Regions from separate parts of the Mus musculus genome. Here regions 2 and 3 are each linked to region 1. The links are chromatin contacts, called in public HiChIP or PLAC-seq maps. All regions are on one chromosome and are shown on one strand. The core of a region is the stretch at or near the end of the contact, and the rest is flanking DNA. Distances in the headings are between cores, read along the strand shown. Region 1 holds the start of Wdr53 (WD repeat domain 53). Region 2 has its middle 42 kb from the start of Zdhhc19. Region 3 has its middle 14 kb from the start of Zdhhc19.

Evidence for each region. HiChIP or PLAC-seq counts read pairs in DNA pulled down with a chosen protein or histone mark.
Region 2: a contact with region 1 is called in an H3K27ac HiChIP or PLAC-seq map of embryonic stem cells, with 2.3 times the contacts expected there. The contact joins the enhancer-like site here to the promoter of Wdr53 in region 1. A contact is called at or near these places in 2 of 39 promoter capture datasets (3T3-L1-derived adipocytes and liver), 1 of 15 datasets of contacts at CTCF or cohesin (the NIH/3T3 cell line), 5 of 115 datasets of contacts at active chromatin or transcription factors (the NIH/3T3 cell line, the SCID.adh cell line, bone marrow-derived macrophages and 2 more) and 1 of 9 other capture datasets (adipose tissue).
Region 3: an H3K4me3 HiChIP or PLAC-seq map of fetal liver shows a contact between it and region 1, with 2.6 times the contacts expected there. The contact joins the enhancer-like site here to the promoter of Wdr53 in region 1. A contact is called at or near these places in 9 of 39 promoter capture datasets (the 3T3-L1 cell line, 3T3-L1-derived adipocytes, the C10 cell line and 5 more), 1 of 15 datasets of contacts at CTCF or cohesin (the NIH/3T3 cell line), 3 of 484 Hi-C or Micro-C datasets (bone marrow-derived macrophages, embryonic stem cells and pancreatic cancer cells), 23 of 115 datasets of contacts at active chromatin or transcription factors (the 230-238 cell line, CD8 T cells, the NIH/3T3 cell line and 16 more) and 3 of 9 other capture datasets (adipose tissue, liver and pancreatic islet).

What each region holds. Positions count from the first base shown.
Region 1 is chr16:32,245,800-32,248,623 of GRCm38.p6, reverse strand. It overlaps Wdr53 (WD repeat domain 53), which reads right to left and starts at 1,397. Exons shown (of 3, transcript NM_001185162.1): 1 at 1,357-1,397. Fbxo45 (F-box protein 45) reads left to right here and starts at 1,599. Exons shown (of 3, transcript NM_173439.2): 1 at 1,599-2,130. The coding sequence starts at 1,813.
Region 2 is chr16:32,536,907-32,539,730 of GRCm38.p6, reverse strand. No RefSeq gene overlaps it. Among named protein-coding and RNA genes, the nearest start is that of Zdhhc19, 42 kb to the right of the region's middle. Within about 2 kb of position 1,405, at least 38 of the 459 cell types and tissues checked have an H3K27ac peak or open chromatin away from gene starts, as enhancers often do. A contact at or near this core is called in the SCID.adh cell line and embryonic stem cells, where this site is marked.
Region 3 is chr16:32,508,426-32,511,249 of GRCm38.p6, reverse strand. No RefSeq gene overlaps it. Among named protein-coding and RNA genes, the nearest start is that of Zdhhc19, 14 kb to the right of the region's middle. Within about 2 kb of position 1,464, at least 87 of the 459 cell types and tissues checked have an H3K27ac peak or open chromatin away from gene starts, as enhancers often do. A contact at or near this core is called in CD8 T cells, the SCID.adh cell line, fetal liver and 1 more, where this site is marked.

The DNA of each region.
Region 1 (2,824 bases), core at 148-2,647:
TGGTTCAACATTCAGGAGCCATGAAGAGAGAGGCCATTATTATAATGTGTGAGTCAACGCTCCTTCATAGCTTTGGACTAAAGTTAGTCCTGATGTGGAGAAACTAAGTGACAACCAAAACAACCAGAAGACTGTGGCATTAGCATGACCACAACAGACAAGAATTTGGGTTACTTGGTGCAAGACATCTTGAGGAAGGGATTAGCAAATCATAAGCATGTAATTATACCAGGGTAGGGAAGCAGCTGCTGTTCATTTGTTTTTACTAAAAACCAGGAAGTTAATTACACATAGGTGGATCTCAGGCAAGGTTTACTACATAAAAATTGCATGACACTGGACTTGATGCCTGAGTCTGTGAGCCCTATTATTATAATAATCACTTCATAGAGCTGCGTTGAGAATTATATATAAAAAAAAGTCAGATTAAAAGATCTCATCTATGCCTGGCTCACACTGTAGTTCTTTTACTTTATTTTATGTGTATAGCATGTATGTGTGTACAGCTCAGTCATTCCCGAAGCCAGAAGAGGGTTTGGCTCCCCTTGAACTTAAGCTACAACTCAGGTTAAGCCTTGAGCACCCATATGGGTGCTAGGAACGAACCTAGGTCCTCTACAAGAGCAGAAAGTGCTCTTAACTGCTCAGCCATCACTCCAGTCTCTATTATTCTTTTTCTAAATGCTCTTTAAAATAGCATAACTAAATAATGCTAGGTTCTTTTCCTCCCAGGAAATCATCTTTATGTTTCCACCTTACCTCATTCTAGGGATTAACAAATTACCAAACAAAACAAAACAAAAAAACCCAACAACAACACGTTTTTCTTAATCTTTTTACTACTACTTTTTACTGAACACACTATATTTTGTCCAAAAAGATTGTGACACTTAGTATTCAAATGACACTTTGAGATTACCTACACTTGTTTATTTAATCTCAAATATAATAAAACCTGCGTATTTACGAGGGTTGCTCAGGTTTAGCCACCTTACTTTGAGAATGGGTTCTGGTGAGTCCCCTACGGCGCTAGCCAGGAAAAGAAGATGTCAATTTCTCAAGGTAAAAAAAAATAAAATATAATAAAATGGATCTAACCTGACCACGACAAGAGGTCCTCAACTGCGCAAAGGGAAAGGAAATTGATCCAAGCGACCTGAAGGTGAAGGATCTAAGAATTGGCTAGCAAAAAAGGGAAGTGTCGTGAACAAAGTTAGAGAGGGAGCAGAAACCAAGTGAGACGGGAAACTCCGTAGGAAGAGAGGCCAAGGAGAGCCGAGTCAAGGCCATTAGAGGAAAAACAGAAAAAAAGCACTTGCGAACAGATCCGAACCCCGCTGGCCAACAGCCTCATACCTGGGCTTCCCGTTCCCGGTGGCGCCGAGCGATGACCTCACACGCAGCATCCAATCCCATCAAGCTTTAGGGAGCGAGGCGCCTCTGCCGAACAGTCACTTCCGGGCAGAGAGGCGCGGCGGGCGAGCTGGGCGTGCGCCCTTGCTTCTTGCCCTCAACTCGCATGGCGGATCCCGGGGCGCGTCGCGGGCAGGCCGGGCGAGGCGGGCGGTTCCGGCGCCCGCGCTGAGCGGCTCCGAGGGGCGGGAACCCGAGCGGCTCGCGCCATCTGCCCTCAGTGAGGCGGGGCGCGCAGCGGACGCCCCGGGGCAGGGGCGGGAGCGGTGGAGGCGCGAGCGGCTGGCGCTGAAAGGGGCGGTGAGCGAGCCGCTCGCGGCTGTAGGCGAGGCTTGGCCTCCCGCGCCGAGACGGGGCGAAGCGGCGGCGGCGGCGGCCCTCGGGCCGGCTGGTGAGGCGATGGCGGCGCCGGGCCCGGGGGCTGGGGCAGCCTCGGGCGGCGCTAGTGGTGGCGGCGCCGGTGCCGGCGGCGGCGCCAGCGCGGGCTCGGGGTCCTCCGGGGTCGGCGGCCGGTTGCCCAGCCGGGTGCTGGAGTTGGTGTTCTCCTACCTGGAGCTGTCCGAGCTGCGGAGCTGCGCCCTGGTTTGCAAGCACTGGTACCGCTGCCTCCACGGCGACGAGAACAGCGAGGTGTGGCGGAGCCTGTGCGCCCGCAGCCTAGCAGAAGAGGCTCTGCGCACGGACATCCTCTGCAACCTGCCCAGCTACAAGGCCAAGGTGAGGGAATCCCGGGGCCACGTCGAAGCTCGGCTCCTCTCCCGCCCGCCGCTCTCGGGGTTTATCTTCAAAGCTTGAGTCAGAGGTTTCACCTCAGCATCCCGCCTTCCCACGGCTTCAGCCAGTCAGGACCACTCTCACCCCTCCTCTCCATAACGATCTTTTCTTTGGATTGAAGTTCTGCTTCGTAATCCACCTCACTTTTTAAAATACTAGGTGGTTTCCCATCATTCATTTTCAGCAGTCTTTCTACTTTCGACAGTCTTTGCTCTTAAAGACAGATCACCAGCCGATACTCATGAGCATGTATTTTTTCTGGCCTCCAAGTAGACTTAAGGCATTAGTTCGTCGATGTCGCTTTAAAATAGGTCTAGTTGCTGGGATCTTTTGCGTTCACTACCCCTTTTCCTAGCTCTGATTAACAAGAACATTATTTTCACCCACGTTCTCTTAGGGCCACAATATTTCACGATTCCAAGTGATGATAAGACTAGGCATCCTGCTAATTAACTTGTAAGAAAGAGACTTTACTATTACTTCCTCTCATTGGCACCATATAACTCATCACACTGCCTTGTCCTGCTGTGATTGATAACTTTTTCATAGTTCTACTCAGGTGATGGCTCTTCTGGCATCTAATATGTTGATTCCTGTTTTGCTGGTTTTGTTGTTGTTGTTGTTCTCGCTTCTTGTG
Region 2 (2,824 bases), core at 156-2,655, 290 kb before region 1:
TCCCTCCTGTCACTATTTTTACTGTGCTTAGTTTACTTAGAAGATAACTTAAAAGCAAAAAGTTACATCTTTCACTCTAAGCAGTAGCACCCCACCCCACCCCACCCCATCTTACTCCTTCTCAAAGCTCTAAGAATTATTTAGATTTTTAAAAACAAAAATCAATATCCATTGAAACAGGGAACTCTTCAGTTCAGTGCAGGGTTTTGTTTTGTTTTAGGGGGTGGGGGAATTTAGAGACTGGGTTTCTCTGTGTAGGCTATTGTGTTTTATAAGAAAGAGAGAGAGAGAGAGAGAGAGAGAGAACCAGGATAGTTTGGTAGAGGTGGAAGGGGGCACCTCTGCAGGATGCCATGATAAGGCATCCCTCCTTCTCCTCTCCCCGCAGCCCCAGGTACCAGCCACGGATATAATATGGAAGAGTTTATTTAGGGCATGGGGAGGGGAGTTGAGGAGGGAGTAGAGACAGAAAAAGGCAGGGTGAGGGAGAAAGAGGGAGGGAGGGAGGGAGGGAGGGAGGGAGGGAGGGAGGGAGGGAGGGAGAGAGAGAGGAAGGGAAGGAGGAAGGGAGTTTGGGGAGAGAAAAGACAGAGAGGGTAAGAGAGCAAGAAAGAGAGAGAAAAGGAGGCAAGGAGCCCCTTTTATAGTGAGTTAAGCTTCCTGACTGTTGCTAGGTAACCGTGGGGCGGAGCCTAGAAGGAATGCTAACACTGGTGGTCCTGAAACTCACTCTGTAGACCAGACTCAAATTCCTAAGATTACCTACCTCTACCTCCTGAAGGCTGGAATTAAAGGCTGGCATTTCATTTTCATTCCAAGTGAAAAAGATTTTTGTGAGAACTCTCATATTAACTTCTCCAAGAGTAGGATAATAACTTAGCTTAGGTTTGACTTTTATCCTGACTCCATTTTGATTTTTAATTTGCTCTGTTGGTTTGATGTTCAGGCTTCGACCTTAAAAAAACCTTTCTGCCCCCTTATTTACACATAAATGTACTCAAAGCAGCATGTGAGTGCTTTTACCTAAATGGAATCATTTAATACATTTTTTTTATGCTCCATTCCCCAACATCAAATATTTGGTTTGTCTGTTTGTTCACAGATCACACCACTCAATGTGCCATGCACAGTTTATGCTTCCCTTGTTGATGGTCTGGACCCCAGCTCCTCCTCACATGACCCTCAGAGACAGGCTCTGCGGAGGAGTCCGTCCAGCTTCCAGGAAGCCTCCTGGGTTGGCTCACTTTGAAGCTGGGCCACCCACAGACCCTCACAGCTTGGATTCAAGATCAAGGACTCCCCCACCCTACAAAAGCCTGAGGGGCAGGAAGGACCCAGCAGAGCCCAGGACCTTGCTGAGGCCATGGTTCCACCCTGCTGGGTAAGCTCTACAAAGTTCTGCTGGCCAGGGGGCCCACCAGTAAAGAAGATAAAAGGAGAGGTAAGGTAAACACAGTGAGTAGGCTAAAGGCTGCAGCAGAACAAAGGGGCTACAGATACAAATATAAGAAGAGATTAAGCCCTTGCTTGATCTAAAATTAGGACTCTTGAGGAACAAGGTCTCAAGCTGGAGGCAGATGGTCCTCTAGGAGAGCAGCCCCTCTTCTAAGATTCCTTCTTCGTGCTTGATGGCTAGGGCTCTTGAGCTACAGTCCCTGTTAGGAACTCCTTCAGTTGGAATTTGGTTATCCAGTCAACTCTTAAGAGGAAAAAACACTTCACGAGTTAGGGAGAAAGGCCTTAGTACTATACCAGCATGCTTGGGCTTTTCTGTGCTGGAAACATCTCTCCCACGCCCTGATACTCAGTTACTAATGATTTTCTACCTGGCTTGTAAACTAATTCACTTAGCATTTAGGAAATAGCATCACACTTAGAAACTCTTCGTGGCCTTCCTCATTACCTAAGAATTTGAACTATACACTAGGGCCACTGAGAAAATCTGAGCTGATTAAAACTTCATTAGTATTTATTGATAAACAGTTTGTTTGTTTGTTTATCTTTTTATTTTATTTTATTTTATTTTATTTTGAATATATGAATATTTTGCCTGGATGTATGTATATGCACCATGTGTATACCTTGTACCACAGACGTCAGAAGAGGGCATCAGATCTCTGGGATCAGATGATTGTGCTGAAGGAAGATAAAATATTGTAACTTGTGAGTTTAGGAGCCCACAGCCCGGCCTGGGACCAAGAACAAAGCAGAACAGCCCCCAGGCATGCCAGGGCAGGGCTGTTGTTAAGGCATTCCTAAGAACATCTTGACTGTAAAGATACAAGGACCAGCAGGGCTATATTATCTAAGAATCTCCCCTCTGTCTATTGCCCCTTGGTGCCGGGTAAAGTCATACATCAACTGGTTGCTATGTGAACAAAGATAAGCCCCCCAGTCCACAGGAAGAAAGTCCTGATGCCCTATGTTCTTTCTGTTAATGTTTGAATAAGCCAATAGTGTGTCGCTGTGCTGAATTCCACATCCCTAAGCCCCTTACCCCATAAAAACCCCTAGCTTTCAAGCCTCGTGGCCAACATCCGTTATCTCCTGTGTGGGATACATGTCGGTCTGGAGCTCCGTAATTAAACGTCCTCATGTAATTACATCAAGATGGTAGTCTGTTCGTGATTCTTGGGTGCACACCGAATCGGGAGTTGAGTGGGGGTTTCCCCACTAGGTTCTATCAGAGCCACCATGTTGGTGCTGGGAATTGAACTCAGGTCCTCTGCAAGAACAAGAGTGTTGGCAACTGGTTCTAATGCTTTAATTGGGAATCTGTGAGTCTAATGCTGAAGGTCCTTGTCTTCAACTAATTGAGGGTTTT
Region 3 (2,824 bases), core at 215-2,714, 260 kb before region 1:
AGCAGTTAGCAACGGCTGGCCTGCAGAAGCCCCCCCCTCCCCCCAGGCAGAAAGAAGCAGACAAAGGCTCCCTGTACAGAGTCTGCCTTCAGCCCTCCTGTGCTGCACCAGATCCTACAGCTTCCACGAATCACAATTATACCTTCTTACTTGAAAGTCCTTCATTGACTTTGAGTTCCTGGAAGTTTTCATCCAGGAAAAGCAGGGGCGGGGCGGGGCGGGGCGGGGTGGGGGTGAGGGTGGGAGTAGTCAAAGGGATGGAGAACTGAAGAGCAGCTTGTGGAAGAATGGGACAGGAAAGAGGACGGAAGGAAGAGGAAAGAAAAGGAAGGGAGAGGGAGTAGAGAGGAGAGCGGAGAGGTGAGAGGAGGTGAGGCTGAAGATGGAGGCCGGGGCACAGAGAAACAGGAGCCAGGAATAACAAGTGGTGTTTGACTTCCTTCAGCCTGAGGTGTCATGAACACAAGCTGAAGCTGATTGCTTAACTGAAGTGCACAGCCATGGCCCCAAGGCCACGATACTGCTCGGCAGGGGAGTCCCAGCTTTTACAACCGAGTCTACACACACTCCTTTGGCTGGGAGACACCCCACCGGTTGATTTTCTGTAAAACAAACTTCCCCTTGAAACAGCACCTTTCCCCCATCACTGCTCGGCCCCAAAGGATCCGACTCTAAACGGGGCAGCAGCGGACTCTGCCATTACAGTGACTAGCATTATGAAGTCCTAAGCAGGCCACACAATGCAGCCCGGCCTCATGCAGCCCTTGGGTCACCCTCAGTGATGCCTACCATTGACTAAGCAGCCTCTGGCCAGTGCTGGAGTCTGACTCTGCCTGGTCAATGCCTGTGACAGTGCTGTGACTTGTGACCGCTCACCTTGCTTCCTAGAGAAGCCCGTAGTCTTCACGCTAAAGACCGTGTCATGGGAAAGGGCCTGGAGGGGGTTGGCTTTCCCACTTAGCATGGCCAGGGGAAGTCACTGCTTTGTTGAATGTTGTTTTCCTCCTCGTCTCTAAACCAAGAATAGCAACTTAGCAGGGTTGGTGTGAAGATGAAAGGAAATATTATAAATAACTTCGCATAGGCTGGACCCAATGGGGGTTAGTAAAGGTTTGTCACCAGGAATAGGGCTTCATCCCCAGGCTGCATCTGTTTGCTAAGAACTAAAGACACACAATCCCCAGATAAGGTCTCTTAGGGGCCTGACACTAGACCCAGGTGCCCATGAGGTGACTAGCAAGGACCCATACCCATGCATCTGAGGTGTGAGGAACCTGTGCCCTATGAAGTGTGAGGAGCCTGGCCCTGACGGGCTCTGTAGTAGTCTCCTCTGCCCCATCATTCTTGCCCTGCCCCACCCTCAGCCACTGCAGGGCCCCCCTTGGGTGGAGTGGTTAAGGCAGAGCAGGGCGGGTGAGCCAGAGGCAGTAGGGACCATTATCGGGAGGCCCAGGATGCAGAGGGCTTCTGCAGCCTCCTTATCAGCTCCCTGACTGCTGAGGCATTGGCTTATCTGAGCCTAGGGTAAGAGAGCTGAGCTCTGCAGCTACTGCGCTGGCTCCCCTGCTGGGGCAGCTGAGAGTAGAAACCAGAAAGCCACCAGGCTGCCTGCCATTTCTGCCAGGAGGTTATCTTAGCCAGCCACTTCCCCCAGTAGCCCCCAAACCCTGTCTGAAACTGATGGTGGTAGCTTGTCTTTGACCCTCACCCTCAAAGTCAAAGCCTGTGACTCTTTGTGAGGTAAATGACTCTGTGGGGACTGCTGGGCTGAGCCAAGTGACTTCTGTCAAACATACTAGTTGGCAGCAGGTCTGGTTAGTCAGTCACTCAAGACTTGTCCTGCCCTGTAAGTCCCTACCTCCCAGAAGGCTGTGTGGATGACTCGAGATAATTTTGGCTCTAGGACCTAGCTGGCTGGGATCCCACAGAGGGGCTCCGGCTCCAAGTTGGCACATGGTCCTTCTTGGCTTTGACCCTTCCTCTGAGGGAGGCAGGGCATGCTGGGCATGCGGACAGCAGGCCCCCTCCTGGGGCTCTGATAACAGCTCTCACCTTATCTGTCAGCCAAAGACTGGGCGGGGTAAGTCTGAGAAGCAAAGGTAGGTTCTGCAAAAAGGGGCAGAGGAGAAAGTGGGAGCAGAGCAACTGAAGCCCTGCCAGCCTCGCCTGAGATCTAGGGAAGGACAAAGGGCCCTCGGAGAAGGGGTGGGCTAGGCCCCTCCTAGAGCTGTAGAAATTCTCAATTGGGAAGAACAAAGAAACCTAGAATCTTTACCCCAGAGCAGGAGCGATTGCCTTTGAAGAACTCAGAGCCTCTTGAGAATCAGAAGAAAATTACAACCTTGTCCTGCTGGGTAACTGAGGCCTTAAGGAGTCAGGGAAGATAACAACATGCTTGAGCCTCTGAAGGCCCCTTGCCTGAGGCTGGGTGAGTTCCCTGCAAACCTGGAGCCTAGGAGCCAATAAGTACAATCCCAGGCCACGTGGGGCTGAAGACAGCCAGCCTCCCTAAAGCCTCCAAGTGGGCCAGGTACCCCTTCAGAGCCAGGAAGTTGCAGGATTTAATCCAAGTCTTGGCCCAGGCTCCTGGACCCCTCTATTTCTCTGACCCAGGCCCAGGCTACCTGGGGAGCTCTCCTTTGGGGGAAGAGGAAGTCCCCTGACTGCCCTTTTCCTGAAGCTGGGATGTTCCCTTCTGCACACACCTGGAGAGTCACACCCAGAGGTAGACACACTTAGTGGTTCAAAAATACCAATCCTGTCCTCGCTGCCATGTAACACAGAGCTATTTTAGCCCCACAGTTAAATGTGCTCCCATAATAAC